Regions from separate parts of the Mus musculus genome. Here region 1 is linked to region 2. Evidence: chromatin contacts called from public Hi-C data. All regions are on one chromosome and are shown on one strand. The core of a region is the stretch at or near the end of the contact, and the rest is flanking DNA. Distances in the headings are between cores, read along the strand shown.

Region 1 (5,320 bases), core at 2,138-4,637, 57 kb after region 2:
CAAAGGGGTAAATATCTCCCCCTAGGGAAAACAGCATAGTAGCAACCTCAGGACTCAAGCACTCATAGGCTCCAGAGTCAGAGGCTTATGCACAACTGTAGTAAGAATGAGCCGATTCCAAACATATGTTAAATTCTGAACATTTAAAAAAAAAATCTAGGGCTGGAGAGATGGCTCAGTGGTTAAGAGCACTGACTGCTCTTCCAGAGGTCCTGAGTTCAATTCCCAGCAACCCCATGGTGGCTCACAACCCTCTGTCATGAGATCTAATGCCCATTTCTGGTGTGTCTGAAGACAGCTACAGTGTACTTATATATAATAAATAAATAAATCTTTAAAACAAAATCTAGTAGGAGAAAAAAGTAACGTAAAAGTCCCAATTTCAGTTCACTTATGCATCAGGCTAACTGCCTCATAAATAATAAATATAGTAAGGCCATAAGATAGTTTGTGAACAGAGGCCTAAAATGTTAGGCAATGGCGGGTATAGTATAAATATAAATGGAAAAGGTACAGGCATTGTGCAGACTAACTTGTGCAAAAGTTAAAGGCGGTGTAAGACTCTGGCGAGCCTTAACTTACCAGAGACCCCCACCCTACCCCCATACTCCTCCTAGCCCCTGAGTGAACAACACAGAGCCTGGTATCAGCCGGTGATTGATGCAAAAGCAAGAGGACTTTTATTGTTCCAGCATGCTGGGGTCACCCTGCACATGAAGGAGACAATGATCCCCCGCAACCTGTTCAGTGAGTTTTTATAAAGTTTTCAGAGCAGTAGCATTTAGGCACAACGTGATTGGCAGAATGTGACTTTAAAACTGATTGGTCTTTAGGGAATGAGGTGGCAAGGACTTCCCTTGTCTGTAGGTGGCTAACAGCCGCAGAATGTGTCTATGAGCTCTGGGTCTCCCCCACCTGCAGGTGGCTGAGGGTCGCCCCCGACCCCTGATCTGAGGAATGTAATTACCCTCTGCCTTCCAGAGGGGTGGGGTACCTATGTGTTCTATGACCTTTCTCTTCCAGGAGGGGAGGGGTCTGGTGGGATTTTCCAAAGTTCCAGAGCTGACCTCCCCAGTGGCATGGGTGTTTAAATATGTAAAAGAGAGATATAATAACAGACAACATTCACAAAGCAATATGTAGTTAGTCTCTGTCCTTAAAATACATGAATAATGTGTACACATGCTCAAAACATGACTGTAAAAATTATCCGACACAGGGTCACGGTCATTAAATGTGTAGCCAGAAGAATAGTTATAGCCACGTAGGAACAGAGAAGAGCGGGGAAGAAGGGAAGGAAGGGGTCTTGTCTACACATATGGTTCTATATGATAAAGATGATGTTTTATAATTAAATGGTTGAGGGCAAAGAAACTCCATTGAAGATTTTATAGACTAGCTGGAAAAAAAAAAAAAGAATAGCGGAGGCCTTCAGATACAGTAAACATCAAGTCTTAGGCTGTGCGCTCTTCACATACTGTCTCCATGAGCAACATTGCCTGATGCAACCTTGGAAGGAGCTGAACTTGGACCCTGAAGACTGTGAGCCTCCATGCAGAGTACAGAGCAATATAAAGGAGAAGGCATCACAACAACTAACATACATCTTGAAGAGCTCTAGCCATCCCGGGCGGGCATGGCAAACAAGGCTCTGGCAGGGGTCCATCCCCTCTACCATGATAAAAAAAAACCCATTAGGTTACACTCCAGAAGCAAGCCACCAAGGTCTGTTTCCTGATTTGGCCACTTTCTCCTCCTGAGGCTGACTACCAAGGTCCAGCTATCAAAGTATTGAGGTCCAGCCATCTAAGACCCCTTTTGGCTCGCTTAATGAACCTGCCCAATCAAAATTAAACACCTCACCTTAACATGGGCGTTTCCCCTTTGACCTTTATACACTGTCATTTACCTATGGCTACATCTGTCTCCTTTATCCAGAGACAGTCCTTTATGTTGCCCCCTCCCAGGACAAATAAATACTCTTTTTTCTGCCCCTTTTCTCCCTTCCCCTTCTCCCTCATCCTCTATCTCCTGTTTTTGTCTCTTATTCCCTACCCTTTGACCTTCCGGAGCAAATAAACCTCCTTTGTGTTGAGAACTTGATCTTGGGGTGTCTTGAGCAGATACTGATTGCCACACATTTTGTGAGACACCTACACAATTCTGGAGGGTCGTTGCCGACTTCAAAGTGGCTAGCCTTTCTCTGTGCCCTGGCTACTGCCAGGGTCAGTGTCCACCTGCCCTGAAGACTGTTTCCCTCTGCCCTCTATTCTGTCCCAGCCTCAGAACCTCACACAAAAACGGGTCCCATGCTTCCAACTGGCCAACAGCCCTCACCTACTGATGTATCTCAGGGGTTGCTATTCAAACACCACCGTGGCCTTAGGCCTTCTTGGGATTCTCTGAGTCATCTATTTTTAACTCCTGCCCAGTTTCCCCGTGGAATGAAACTCCAGCTGCTTAATGGAATAGCTGAGAGGGTACAGTCTCCATTGGGAGAGAGAGAGAGTGAGAGAGAGAGAGAGAGAGAGAGAGAGAGAGAGATCACAAAACAAAAACCAACCAACCTCTGATGGTTAATCTTTGACAAGTTGACTGGATTTAGAGTCAGCAGAGCACACCTGAGGTGTCTATGAGGGAGGGCATTTCAGAACGGTGGAAAGAGCCGTTCTGAAGGCAGAGCATACCATCCAGTGGCCAGGAGTCCTGCCCAGAATAAAGAGGAGAAAGTGAGCCCAAGGTTCAGCCCTCTTTTCAGGATACAAAGTGTCAAGCGGCCTCAAGCTCCTGCTGAGGGACTTCCTGACAGGATGAGCTCTCCTGGCTATCCCCGGAGCCAAAACAAACTCTTCCTCAAGTTCTTTTGTGAGGCATTTCTCCTCTCTGCCCGCCCCTCCCCCCGCCCCCCAATTCCAATCCCGACAGTACAAGGAAAGGCAGGACTGCAGAAGCCCCCCCGCCCCCCAAGAAGGAAACCTAAGAGGCACACCTGCTTTAAGAGTTCTTGGCGTCCAAGTTCTCACATTCACGTAGAGAAGAGCCAACAAAGTAAGAAAGCTGAAAGCATTTAAACAGCTCTGCCCCAATCTGAGTATTAGGTTTGCTAAAAGTGTTTTGTTCCTTGTTGGGAGGATGGCGAGGGACGCTCTGGGAGCGGACTGACTTACCCGCACGGGCCTCTGGGAAACACACAGATGCACTCGAGATCCACGTATTGTATCATCTCATGAGGACTTAGATGTTTGAAGTTGTATGTTTTGAAAATGTTATTCTAAACTTGCCACGTAATAAAAGACCCGCAGCAGATGACTGCAGCTCTCCCGCAGCTCTCCCAGTTTAAATAGGTATTGCATGGCAAGCGCCTCCTCCCCAACGCGTGCGGTGTCAGGCTGGGGGCTGGGAAGAACACACGGAATAATACCGTGTATTCTCCGACTTCAAATCTGGGAGCCCTGGTGCTGCTTTGTCAGGAGGCAGTATCAGTGAAATCTACTTTTCAGATCTTTTCAAAACCAGATGAGCATGCTAGATTTTTCTTTTAAATCAACTGCTAATGGACTCCTTTTGTCCACATGTTTTAATGCCAATGTCAAATACTATATTTTTATGCTTTTTTTTTTTTAATCCCAAAGGTGGAAGAAAAAAAGCATAAGGCTAGAGAGATGGTTCAACAGCATTACTGGCCACTCAACCGGAGGACTCAGGTTCAATTCCCAGCACCCACAGTATCTTAACAACCATCTGTAACTCCAGGTCCAGCTCTGATGCCCCTTTGGACCTCAGGCAGGAGGCTTGTGTGTGGTACATGGACATACATGCAAGCAAAACAACCACACACATACAACTTTTGTAATTAAAAGAAAAAAATGCGCTTTCTCTTAAAATCCATGTGAGTTACATTTTAAATCCTATTATGAAACTTGTAAACAGTTTGTGCTTGGCTGCATACTAAATAAAATGTAATTTAACAGTTTCCTTAGCTCCTGCTCAGATCTCAGGGTCCAAGGGACTCTCTCAGAGGACAGGGAGTCGATTCAACCATAGTTTATCACCTTGGGGCACTAATGGTCATTTTCAGTGACCCCCCTCGCCCCAATCTTTCCTAGATCTATGAGAAAAGAATAACTCTCACACTTAAATGGGTTTAAACGCACACAGCTGTGCAGGAGGGCATAAACGCTCCTTGCGAAACCAAGTCATAGGCACTTGAACGCAAGCTTTCTGGAAGCGACTCAACAGTGAGGAGCCAGCTGCACTCAAGAGGACAAGATAAAGGCAAACTAATTTAAGCTACATTTCAGGGTTTTTGTTTTTGTTTTTGTTTTGTCTTTTGAAAGAATACTTTGAGCCCTCTTTAATGTTTTTTTTAAAAAAAAACATGCATTTTTATGTTTTACTAAGAGTGAAGCAGAGCAGACTGAGTTCTTTTGACTATCTTTGTTTTTCCTTCTGATTTAAACAAAATGCTACCTCAATCCAATCAAGCAGACAGGATGACTGACACATACTCCTAAGAGTAAGGTCCCAAGTGATGGCTGATTCTAACATTAATGTTTTCTGGGGCTAAGAGAGGTTCTGGGGCTAGGAAGAAAATTGTTTCTCTTCCAGAAGACTCAAGTCAGCCCTTACCACATAAGTCACGACTGCCTATAATTTCAGCTCCATGGGATCCAATACCCTCTTCTAGACTCAGAAGGCACATGCACACACGCACACACACACATATACACAAATGCACATGTGCACGTTTACAATTATAATTTTAAAATAAATCTTAAAAACACTAATATTTTGGATGGGCAGTTTAATCCTGGTACTTGGAAGGCAGAGGCAGGTGGATTTCTGAGTCCAAGGCCAGCCTGGTCTATAGAGTTAGTTCCAGTTTAGCCAGGGCTACACAGAGAGACCCTCTCTCAAAACAACAACAAAACACCCAAAATCATTATTTTTTTAATCAGCATTTACTTACTTTTATATGTAAAGCTCTACATAGAAAATTATGTTAAAAAAACACTATGCTGTGAGGTTGGAATGTATGTGTATGTGTGTGCATGCATGTGTGCACATGTAATATGTGTATAAGAGAAATCTGCAATGATAGTACTGAGAGCTACATCAGTGGTTCTCAACCTTCCTAATGAGACCTTTGAACACAGTTCCTCATGTTGTGATGAAATTATAACCATGAAATTATCTCTGTTGCTACTTCATAACTGTAATTTTGCTGTTATGGGTTATAATGTAAACATCTGATATGCAGAATATCTGATACGTAATGCCACCCCCCCCCCCCCCCGTTTGAGACTGCAGGTTGAGAACC
Region 2 (5,541 bases), core at 192-2,691:
TATCAAACGCGAAACTTAATAACTATATTAGGGGTAATGCTTATATGCACTGGGTGAAGATGTGTCTCTGTCCTTCCTTGCCTGCCTAAGGCACCTTCTGATTGGTCAAAGTAAAAAGCCTATGGCCTGTAGGAGAGGAGAGGATAGAAGGTGGGACGTCGGGCGGAGAGAGGAACTCTGGGAAAGGGTCACTGGAAAGATGATTTGCCACCTATGTGCGGAGGAAGTCGAACAGATGAAACTGAGGAGAGGTGGCCAGCCACGTGGCAGAAGTTACTATAAAGGGAATAACTGAGTTACAAGCTAGTGGGAACAAGCCTATCATACGGCCTAGGCATTCATAAAGGAAGAAAACACGTCTCCAAGTCATTATTTGGGAACTGGGGTGTACACAGAAAGACCGAACAGTTACAGCCACACTATGAAATGTTAGAATGACAACCTAAACAAGACCAATTGGACTAAAGAATAATTTTTGATTTTATGCATAAAACTATTATCAACAGAATTGCCAATTACATATTTGATAAGGGCTTAATGTCCATACCATATAATGAACCCCTAAACTCAAGAATTAAAAGCAAACTTGATTTTGAAATGGGAAAAGGACTTGAATAGTCATTTTCCTAAAGAAACTATGCAAAAGACTAATAAACAAATTAGTAGGTGATCAATATCACTGATCAAAACTACAATAAGATACCGCTTCCATTAGGACAACAGTTATCAAGACAGAAAGGGGGAAATTGATGAGATTAAGGAGAAATGGAAATATTTACACATGGCTGGTAAAAAAAAAAAAAACTTAAATCAGAACTGACACTGGAAAACAGGATGGCAAATTGTTCAAAAGTCAAACGCAGAGCGGCTCTGTGACTGGGCACCCTCTCCTGCCTGGATATGAAGCGAAAGCAGAGAGTTGGATGGACATCTGCTTACCCGTATTTACAGAAGTGAAAAAGTAGACGTCAGGTGCCCGTGATGAGTAAATCAGATGCAATACAGTCATACAATGGGATATCATGCAAGCTTTAGCAATGTAGGAAAGCAACCCCGGATGACGGGTATGAACACGGAAAGTGCTAAGCAATGGGAAGCCAGCCAATCGTAAGAGAGAAGGAAGTGTGGGCGTGATGGAAGGTCTCAGAAAGAAAAGCAGTGGTTCTCAGGGGCTGGTGATTTACAACAGTCCAGAGGGTACCGAACTTCAATCTGGGAGGTGTTACTGCTAATTTAAAAGTGGCTTTTTTTTTTTCTCTAACCCAGCTAGCTCCCAAATAATTGAGACAAAGACTCACAAGAGATTTATTTCACATGCTTTAAGACATAATAACTGAGCACATATAAATCTATTCCAATCCTCTAGGCTAATCTGGCTACCTCCCAGCCAAAAACCCTGAGATACTTGCATTTTAGTATTGATCCGGCTCTTTCTGCTCCTTGTAAATTCTCATGGTGGTCCTCATCTTGTGGTCATGGTGGAGTCTTCCTCCCCCCGCACCCCCCCAACGTCTCGTCCTTCTCCTCCTCCCCCTCCCCCTCCCCCTCTGCTCAGTCATTGGCTGATCAACCTTTTATTGACCAATCAGGGAATAACTGGGGAGCAATGTTTACACAACATTAAGACAGGAGATTCTTAGAATAAGCATGACAATGCCAGGTCTGGACTGCAACCAGAAGTTGGGGCACAGAAATCAGCATTTGAATTCAAGGATAACCTTTACTCTGTGCACAAGAACATATTGTCAACAGGGAAGAATAAAGAATAGTTCTGAGCTGAATCACTGTGACGGTTGCACAACAATGTATTTGACACCACTGAAGTGACCATACAGCTAAGAGTCAATACCATGGTGATTTTAATTTTTTAATTTTAATTTACACTACATCTCTGTATGTGTTAATGATGAAAATCTGCTTGCATCATAAATGTCTTTATAATTGGTTTGCTAGAGTAGGGATGCAAACCAACCCCACACATTGTGCTTCCCTAATTGGTCTCTTAAGTCTGCTAATTGATAATTCCCATTACCTACATTTTTTTTTTCTCCTGCCTTTAATTGTTAAAGAAACGAAGTCGCTGGTAAATTCACCTCATTTAGGTTGGCCAATTGCCTTCTGGTCGTGTCTTTCAGAGTGGTCTACTTTTGTGTGTGTGTACTGGCAGCTATAAATGTAAAGGTTCTGGTGTGTGTGCATGTGCGTGTGCGTGTGCGTGTGCGTGTGCGTGTGCGTGCGTGTGTGTGTCTGTGTGTGTGTGTGTGTGTGTGTGTGTGTGTGTGTGTGTGTGTGATGGTGTTTGGTTTGTGAGACAGGGTGTCACCCGGTAGCCCTGGCTGGTCTGTAACTCCAGGAGCTCTGCCTGCCTCTGCCTCCAGGGTTAAAGATTTGCAGTAACACCCCAAGTGAGGACTGGTTTCATTTGCATGCTTTTGAGGGGGGTGGGGGGGGGGGAGAATGTGGAAGTGATTCTGGGCATGTGCTATCATGTCACTTGAGAAAGCACTAACATCTGGTTGCCACCCCTTCTGGTTAAGATGACTGGGTGTGGCTGCCTGAGCCATCTTGGGTCTCCATCCATTCTTCACCCAGTGACTCCAGCAGCCACTAGAGACCCATAACTCCCTATGGCTGCAAATTTGGTTGGTTGGTTGGTTTCTAATTCTAGTATTCTCAGTGCCCTCAACTAAAAATTTCTTCTGTACAGATTAACCCTTCCACCAGACGCACTGTGGCTAGTTTGCTCATGGACTTGGGGAAACAGGCTTTGTTCTTTTTCTCATTAGCTTTCAAAACACTGAAATGGCATCGAACAGTTTCCAAGGGTTGCCAATTAATATTTTTGTTTCTCTAATGAGAATGAGCTTTTAATATATTTTATATTTTTAGAATCTTGTGTCCATGAAGCAACCATTCAGTGGTTAAGAGCACTCTTGCAGGGGACCTGGGTTCAATTCGCAGCAGCCGCCTTGTGGTTTATAACCATCGGTAACTCCAGTTCCAGAGGATCCTTCACCCTCTTCTGACCTTCACGGGTACCAGACACACAGGTAGTGCAGATGCACAGAGGGAGAAACACATACACATGAAATAAAAATAAATAAATCTCTAAAATCTTGCATGTGTGTGATATGTATGTACGTGAGAGACACATGTGTTATACATGTACTTCTTTGTATGTATCATGGGGAGAATAAAAGCTAACCTCACTAGCTGGTTTTCACCTTCTACCTTATTTCAAGCAGGGTCTCCTGTGTTTCCACTGTGTACATGAGAATAGCTGCCCCAAGAGCATCTACAGATCCTTCCATCTCTGCCTCCCGTGCCCCGTGCTGGGATTACAGGAGTGTGAGCATTTGTGCCTGGCTTGTGCATGGGTTCTGAGAGCTTCCACTCCAGTCCTCACTACAGCACAGCAAGTGATTCCCCCCATGAGCCATCTTCTCTGTCCTGCATTTGATTTTTTTAATCCTTTACAGTCATTACCCTTTGGGATGCTCAAAGAGTCTCATCGTGGCTGGAGGGAGACCCCTCAACTAGGCTTCTAAGCCGTTTTCAGAAGCACCTGCTGTTTTAGCTGTCCTCTTCATTCCCCATGGGATCTTTGGAGATGGTATTTAGAGGCTGAGAACTAACTGAAGATGTTTAACTATGTTAGCTATGACGTGATAGAATCTAACTCCTTTCAGTGTCCAAAGTGAGAGAGTGAATTTTGCTGGGTTTTTGCTATTGTTTTATTCTTAGGAACAAAAGTATCATGAGTTCATATATTTCCAGACTCCAAGATTTTAATTTAACTGTCATAACTTTCTATATGTAACTCTTTATCCTGAAAAAAAAAATCTTGGTGCTAAATGACAGTGCAGAATTACTCACTCCAGGCTGGGCGTGGTGGCGTATGCCTTTAATCCCAGCAATTGGGAGGCAGAGGCAGGCAGATTTCTGAGTTCGAGGCCAGCCTGGTCTACAAAGTGAGTGCCGGGATAGCCAGGATTACACAGAGAAACACTTTTTCAAAAAAAAAAAAATTTAATCACTCCATTCATCTATTACCATGGCTCTAAAACAGCAATACCCATCTAAACATTATCAACATGCCTACTAAAAACAACATGATTTTCAGGGGCTTTTTGGTCATTAAGGTATATTGTACTGTGAATATCTAAATTTGCATGTACCTTAAAGTTACATGAGGTGTTCCTCTGTGTGACTGAGGCACAATTCCACAAATTGGAAATATGGAGTGTTTTTTTTTTATTTTGTTTCTTATTTTCATTTCTCAAAAACCTCTTCGCTTCTTGTTTTCTTCATACTTATCCAACACTACTTTAGTATCAGGTGAAAGTGTTTACTGCATCTTTCCAAAATTCCACTAAGTCCAGAACTATAATGAAACACATCCAAAGAATCATAGACCACCGTCTCCATCCCTGTATCCCTTGTACCCTACCCTCTACCCTGTACCTCACATAGCCATTTTCAGTAGTCTGGGCTTTTCGCCATCAACTGCTTATAATATAAACAAATAAAATACATATCCCTGTTCCCAGGTAATGAATGGCATATTACAGATGTTTTCTGCCCTTGAACTTTCCTGCATTGTGTGGCTAAGCAAGAGTTTGTTTTAAGTAGGCCCTCGGCATTGGGCTGTGGGATGTTTACCAGTCTGCTGTCACACACAAATTGAATTGTCTTGTTTATGTGCCGTTCTGTATTTCCCACCCGCTACTCTATAAGAAAGATGTCTTACTATGGAATTAATGGGTCAAAATGTAAATGCTTGTGGAACTCTGATAATGGACGTGTCCCCTCCTCTGGGCTTTTACCTCATCAACAATACATGAGAATGCCAATTTCCCTCTAGCCTTGCCAGTCCCATTGCTAAGCCCTTGGAGTTCTGCCAGGCTGATAGGGCAGAGATGGTATTTTAATGTAGTTTCAGTTCCCCCACCCCTCTCTTCCGAGGAGCTGATTAGAGCATCTTATCACATCTGGAGGTCCATTTGCATTTCTTTTTCTGGTGAGCCATGTGTGGATTTCCCGCTCAGTTTTACAAGATGCTATTTGCCTTTTCAATTTATAGACATTCATTAGCTGATAGAGACTTTAACCTTTGGTTGAGATGAGGAGTTACAGGTATCTCCCTAGACTCCACTGGTGACTTGCTTAGATTTTAGGTTGCTTGCTTCGTGGCTTACTTTCCACACAGAACTTTTAAAATATAGCTAAAATAATTAAGTTTCCCCCAAGTTTGGGGGAATTTCATGAGCTTTCATGAAAGGAAGCACGCCATGATTTCCTCCAGCGTTTGGACTAGCATAGCAGACTAGTGTGTGGTATACAGGGTGATGTCATTTCTTACAGGATGATGTCATTTCTATCTTTTCCATGTGGAGGTTCATTTTTCCCAGTATCATTTATAAAAAGTCTGTATTTCTCCACAGATTTTTCAGAAGCAGCCTTCCCTGGAGTCTCAAGACCCATGTGCAAATAACTTAGGGTTATTTCTGGATTTTTCTATTTGGCTCCACTGGTTGTCAG

Evidence for each region. A called contact is a pair of places that touch in the nucleus more often than the background predicts.
Region 1: a Hi-C map of olfactory sensory neurons shows a contact between it and region 2, with 1.9 times the contacts expected there. The contact joins the promoter of 4833422M21Rik here to the promoter of 2610037D02Rik in region 2. A contact is called at or near these places in 2 of 39 promoter capture datasets (the SN4741 cell line and embryonic stem cells), 9 of 484 Hi-C or Micro-C datasets (CD4 T cells, cumulus cells, embryonic stem cells and 4 more), 7 of 115 datasets of contacts at active chromatin or transcription factors (embryonic stem cells and epiblast stem cells) and 1 of 9 other capture datasets (embryonic stem cells).

The regions. Positions count from the first base shown.
Region 1 is chr15:96,251,297-96,256,616 of GRCm38.p6, forward strand. 4833422M21Rik (RIKEN cDNA 4833422M21 gene) reads right to left here and starts at 3,388. Exons shown (of 3, transcript NR_130160.1): 1 at 3,168-3,388; 2 at 2,568-2,706. All of the region lies in intron 1 of Gm38469 (spidroin-2), which reads right to left.
Region 2 is chr15:96,196,533-96,202,073 of GRCm38.p6, forward strand. 2610037D02Rik (RIKEN cDNA 2610037D02 gene) reads right to left here and starts at 1,442. Exons shown (of 6, transcript NR_040423.1): 1 at 1,410-1,442. All of the region lies in intron 1 of Gm38469 (spidroin-2), which reads right to left. It also overlaps the pseudogene Gm4371.